2 separate regions of the Hordeum vulgare genome follow, and region 1 is linked to region 2. Evidence: chromatin contacts called from public Hi-C data. All regions are on one chromosome and are shown on one strand. The core of a region is the stretch at or near the end of the contact, and the rest is flanking DNA. Distances in the headings are between cores, read along the strand shown. Region 1 has its middle 170 kb from the start of LOC123410665. Region 2 holds the start of LOC123435241 (phospholipase D gamma 1-like).

The links. A called contact is a pair of places that touch in the nucleus more often than the background predicts.
Region 1: a contact with region 2 is called in a Hi-C map of leaf, with 4 times the contacts expected there. The contact joins the enhancer-like site here to the promoter of LOC123435241 in region 2. A contact is called at or near these places in 3 of 6 Hi-C or Micro-C datasets (leaf and seedling) and 1 of 1 datasets of contacts at active chromatin or transcription factors (embryo).

Annotation. Positions count from the first base shown.
Region 1 is chr1H:344,652,328-344,655,310 of MorexV3_pseudomolecules_assembly, reverse strand. No RefSeq gene overlaps it. Among protein-coding and RNA genes, the nearest start is that of LOC123410665, 170 kb to the left of the region's middle. Within about 2 kb of position 1,595, at least 3 of the 3 cell types and tissues checked have open chromatin away from gene starts, as enhancers often do. A contact at or near this core is called in leaf and seedling, where this site is marked.
Region 2 is chr1H:344,384,608-344,387,755 of MorexV3_pseudomolecules_assembly, reverse strand. LOC123435241 (phospholipase D gamma 1-like) reads left to right here and starts at 1,774. Exons shown (of 10, transcript XM_045115559.1): 1 at 1,774-3,148. The coding sequence starts at 2,107.

The DNA of each region.
Region 1 (2,983 bases), core at 346-2,845, 270 kb before region 2:
AAATTCCGATTCTTGAAAATAGCTAACGAGAAAGTTGGTCACTAATTTTGGTGGCACCAAATGGAATGTCGGTGGCACCGAGATTCTAGGGTTTTGGCGTAGGTTATGTCTTAGATGAAAATCAGTATGGCCGAGTGAATAGAGTTGGTGGCACCGATTTTGATATATAGGCTTTGGACACAGAATTTTGTAGGAGAATTTCATGACTATTTTTGGTGGCTATCTCTAAGAACTTGGGCAACCAGATCATCATAGTCACCTCATCCCCTTTTAATTGTATTAGCTTTCCTATGGACTCAAATGTGATTTCTCACAAAACATAAAATGTAGAGTCTTCAACCTTGTTGCCAATGGATGTTCCTTGCATCCACGGGTTATCCTCAAAATCCTTAGCCAATGCATCTTTGAGTTTTTCTCAAATATACTTAGATACAATCATTAGTTCAATGACACATATGTTGTTATTGATTACTGAAACCACCTTATGGAGAAGTTTTGCTTTCATTTGCATCTTGGGCCAACTAGTGTGTACGTTTGGACCAAAACTGATGCAGTCGGACCATTTGGGTGTGTGTGTTGGAATTGGCCTAACCACTAGGCTTGGCTCGCATTTGTGATGGACAATTAGGGTCGTAGTTCTTAAGTCAAAACCAACCACGTTTTCCACTGTTTCTTCTCCCCTTTTTCCACTCTTTCTTGTTTTTCTCCATTTTCTCTCTCTTTTCAGTTTTTTTCCTTTCCTTTTTCATTGTTTTCATTATTATTTTTTATATTTTCTCCTTCTCTTTTCTTCTTTGTTTTTCCATTCTTTTTCATTTTTTTGGTTTATGTTTATTTATTTTGGGATCCTTTTTTTGTTCTTGGATTTTTTTGATTTCATTCCATATTTTTTGTATATGTCAATAACATTTTTCTAATACACACCTAACACTCCCACGATATAAAATTTACTATTTTTTAATATATGGTCAATATTTTTATACACATTTAACCTTTTTCAATATATTGATGAAATTTTTGGAGTACCTCTTTCAACATTTTTTCAACTGCTTGATTAATATTTTTATATACATGATAAAAAATCATCATTTTTAAATACATGTAAACATTTTTATACAAATTTAGCATTTTCAAATGTTTGATTAAAAAATTTCAAATAGTTGTTCAATATGTTTTTCAAATGCATCATTAACATTTCTATAAACATGATAAAGAAATTCGTCATTTCTTTAATACACCGTCATCATTGTTTCTATACACAATAAAAAAAAATTCTTGGATAATAATTTTTTAAACATTTTCTAAAATGTGTTTTTTTAACATTGTTTGAAAGATTATCATTTTATATGTGATAAAAAATTTCTCTATACACATATAACATTTTTCAAATGCTTGGTCAACTTTTTCAATTTTCTTATTTTCATAATATATATATCTAGAATATTTTAAAGTATAAAATGGTAAACAAGTAACGAAAAAAGGAAACCAACCAACAGAAAAAGGAGACTGGAGCTTCGTATGTGCTTGGGCTGGCTCATGTGGAGCTCCCCCGACACGAGGCTGCACTTGTCCTTTTTTAGAAGAGTCTGCCTTTGTTTTTCACAGAGAGGGTGCCCCAACAAGCCGATATACATTCTTGTCAAACCTGTTACAGGATAGGCATAGCCCAATGACTCGGCCCATTCAACCAGCAGGAGACAAGAAGAAGCTGAACGGCCAAGACTGGGCTCAATAAGCCTTGTAACCATAGCAGCGGCCTTCGAGGTTTCAAACTCACTACCTCCAACTAATGTGCTTGGGTGTCTAAATAGATATCACAATGTATAAACAACTATCTATAGAGAAAGTTCTAACTTCAAAAAATCAATAGAGAAAGTTCTATTTTTCATATTTCATTTAAACACAAACATTATTTAAAACACAAGGACAAAGTTGGAAACAAATGATCATTTTTTGAATTTCACGAACATTTATAGAATTTGTCAAATATCTTATAAAAAGTTAAATTTTTTATTTGTGAACAAATTTTGATAATTGGATTTTTTAGAAATTCTGGATAAATTCTTATAAGTGCCGACTTTTTTTACATTCCAAACAATATATGAATAAACAAGAATAATTTAATTTTCTAAACAATTTTTTAAAAATACAAACAAGTTTTCAATGTATAGAACATTGTGGAGAATGCGAGAATTTTCTGAAACTTTTAACAATTTTAAAGCGAGAATATTTTTTGAAATTTGTGAATATTTTCAAAAATGCGAACATTTTTCGAAAACATAGAAATAAACTTAGAAATGAAAAGAAGAAGCAAAGAAGGAAAACAAAAACAAATAAATAAAAGTAAAAAAAACAAAAAAAAACAAAAAAACAAAATTGTGCGATAGAATGGGCCGGCCTATTTATTGCGTTGTGAGGGTTCACGTGTGTGTGCTTGGTATTTTAACACACAAAGCGTCATATAGGGTTTTCTCGGGGAGGGAGAGCTCCTGTTTGGCGTCTTCATTGGCAAAGTTACCCAACTAGCGTTCATGGATGTCCTTGCATGGACCGGCCAAACAAACGAATTGATGGTTCACTCTTTTAGTTGTACAAGTAGATTCTAAAGAAAAGGTTGCACAGGTTGACTAGTTGACCATTTGGCTTTTTGACACTTGACCCTTGACTTCTCAAGAAAAGTTCATGAATTAGATGATTTTAGGTGGCTTAATGGTTATGCCACCCTATGAGCATGTTATGTCCTAGCACAATATCCCCATGAGGTGACAATGCAAACCAACACACATGATTGAAGGCGTAGTTGCATGCTTACTTAAAAAATCCATATTTGATACGACAATTTTAGAAATAGCAGCAAAGTAAGACAATCCCCAAAGGAGGAAGTGGCAATGATTGTTGAATATATAAGCAATTTCTAGAATAATTTAATCCACAAAATAATAATGAACATGATTGAGGGAGTTCTGGATTAAGAGGTCCTCGG
Region 2 (3,148 bases), core at 525-3,024:
TTTCTAAAGCTCACCAACTGCAAGGGGCGCACACGCACTTGCCCTCATACAACTACATAGATTAGATTAATGTGTCCTTATAAGTCGCAAAGTTAAATGAATTTGACCAAAATGTGTTGTGGTTAACTAAAAAATTAACAGTTTATGCTGTCGTCAACTGAAAAATTAACAATTTTGACTGAATAATTGAAGTTAGTAGAAATTATAGTGTGCAATTGAGTAGCCCTTCTCTAAATATAACTTTAAATGTGGTGCAATTAACTTTAAATGTTTATGTCAGCAAGGAGCAATAGCAGAACATGCAGGCAACAACAGGAGAACCCCAGTAAGAAAGCAAGCAAAATGTTTCAGTTAAATTAACAGAAAAAAGGTTTCTCTTTTTAGCTAAGAAAAAGGTTTCAGCAAGCAAGCAAGCAAAGAACTTGCTATTGCTACTCTAGTGCAAGCAAACAAGCAGTGCAAGAAAGCACAACTTGCTACTGCTACAGAAAAAGGAGTAGGTTGCAAGTAGTGCAAGCAAGCACAACTTGCAAGGTTAATTAGGTGAAACTTAATTAATGGAACCACAGAAAAAGGAGTAGCAGCCGCACACACTAAACTACTGAAACTACTGCAAGCAAACACATGAAAATCTGACATTAAACTAAAAACATTTCAGTTAATTAGTTGAAACTTAACAACAGCCACACATGCTATACTACTGCAAAGATAATTGCAAAGATTCGTTTGCAAAATTGACAAAATTGGCTGAAACTCCACACGTACTGCAAATGCTACTCCCAAAATTGACAAATTTGCTTCATGTACAAAAGTAACAGTAGCTATAGCGGAGAAGAGAAGAGAAGCTTGCTTCTTGCGGTGGTATTCCCTCCTTGTAGACCTGCACGCATGATGCATCAGGGAGTTCGAGTCCAGGGAAACCTTTCATGGCAGACCTACATGTCCGGGGATAAGAATGGACCATAGCTGATGCTGTTTACACGGCAGCTCCTCCACGTGGACGCGGCCGCCGGTGTCCAGATGAAGGCGGCCTCCCTCCTCCTGCCCGAGCACGGCGCCGGCGGCGGCCAGATGAGGCAGCCTCCCTCCTCCCGCGCGAGCACCGTGTCCGACGGCGAACAGATGGAGGTCGTTTCCCTTCTCCAGCGCAAGCACGACGTCCAGCGCCGCCCAGATGGAGGCGTCCTCCCTCCTCTCGGCCGTAGCACGACGCCCGCGACGGCCAGATGGAGGCGGCCTCCCTCCTCCCGCCCGAGCACGGCGCCGGCGGCGGACAGATGGAGGCGGCCTCCCTCCTCCTACACCGCCCATCCCCTCGCCGCGGCTGCAGAGTCTGGATAAGATGAAACAGAGGCTCGGAATTGAAATTCTTACAAATGTAGGTTTTTTTCGAAAACATGAAACGTTTTCTTAGATCCACTTACGAAGGGATTGCGGGTTGAATGTCATAAACATCAAGGACTTTTTTATAAAATCACCGCGGCGGGTTTTCCGACAGAAACGATAGCCTCTTTATTATTAGCTAAAGATAAAGATTTGTGCGATAATTAATTCTGGACGGAGGGAGTACTTAGACGCAAATTTAATAATATCCTTCTTTTTTAGGCAATATAAATCTGTCAGAAAGCCGAAACTAATCTAATGAAGCAGAAGTCAAAACAAAGGCATAATCGCATCCCGTCACGTTATCTTCCGTAGTTGGGTCTATGCGAGCATGACATGCGGGCCATACGTGTATATGCAGCATCGCACGCGCAGAACCCGAACGTTGGAACCGAGGGCCGGTTCAGAAATCAGAATCGAGCGAACTGGTCAGCGTCCACATCCGGCTGGGCGTGGGCGTGGGCGTGGGGAGCCGCCGTCCCGGGCCCGGCCAACCCCAGCGACCGTCCCCGATTTCGATCTCATTTCCCCCGTCCCGTCGTGGTCGCCGCCCACTACTCCACCATTACCACGCACGCCACCCCGCGGCCGCCGCCCCTCGCCGCGCCCCCCTCGCCTTCGTCAAACCGACGACTGAGCGGCGAGAGCCGGATCGAGCAATTTGGGGGAAAACAATCGAGGGATACACACGTCCCCTGAATCTTGACGGAGGCGAGATCGGCAATGGAGGGGAGCAACCACGGGGGGCAGGGGCAGCCGCAGCACCAGTACCACCAGTACCCGCCGCACCCGCAGCCGGAGCCCTACCCCTACCCCTACCAGCACCAGCAGTACCCGCCGCCGTCCGCCGCGCCGGCGTCCCACTACCTCGCGCCCTCGCCCTCCTTCCCGGCCTACTCCCCCGCGCCGCCGCCGCCGCAGCAGTTCGCGCACCACTCCGGCCCGCTCCAGCCCTACCCGCCGCCGGCGCCGCACCAGCAGCAAGCGTACCCTCCGCAGCACGCGTACCCGCCGCATTCGCAGCAGCAGCACGGGTACCCACCGCAGTCTCCTTCGCCCTACGGCTATGATCCCTACCCGGCGTACCCGTCCTACCCGAGCCCGGCGCACCCCTCCTACCCGAGTCCGGCGGTCTCCCATAGCTCCAGCTTCCACCACCAGCCCCATCCTTCGGCCCCCGACCACCCCGCGGCCGCCTACCCGAGTCCGGCGGTCTCCCATAGCTCCAGCTTCCACCACCAGCCCCATCCTTCGGCTCCCGACCACCCCGCGGCCGCCTACCCTAGTCCGGCGGTCTCGCATAGCTCCAGCTTCCACCACCAGCCCCATCCCTCGGCCCCCGAATCCCCTGCAGCCTACTACCCGAGTCCCGCGATCTCTCCTAGCTCCAGCTTCCACAACCACCCCCATCCCTCGGCCCCTGAATCCCCTGCGGCCTCCACACCGCACTACCCCATCGTCGATGGGTTCGCCAACATGAACCTCTCCGGCCGCCACAACTACACACAGGCGCCTGTGTCGTCGCCCTCCGTACTGCCGCCTTCTGCCTCCTTCTCAAACGGTGGAGGGATGCAGATGGTGCCATACGGTACCGTGGCCGGAGGGTCACAGCATGGCAGCATGAGGGCGTCGCTGAAAGTGGTGCTGCTCCACGGCAGCCTCGACATTTGGGTGCACGACGCCAAGAACCTCCCCAACAAGGACATGTTCTCCAAGAGGGTCAGCGAGCTCCTCTCCGTCGGCGGCAAGTCCAACGCTAAAATGA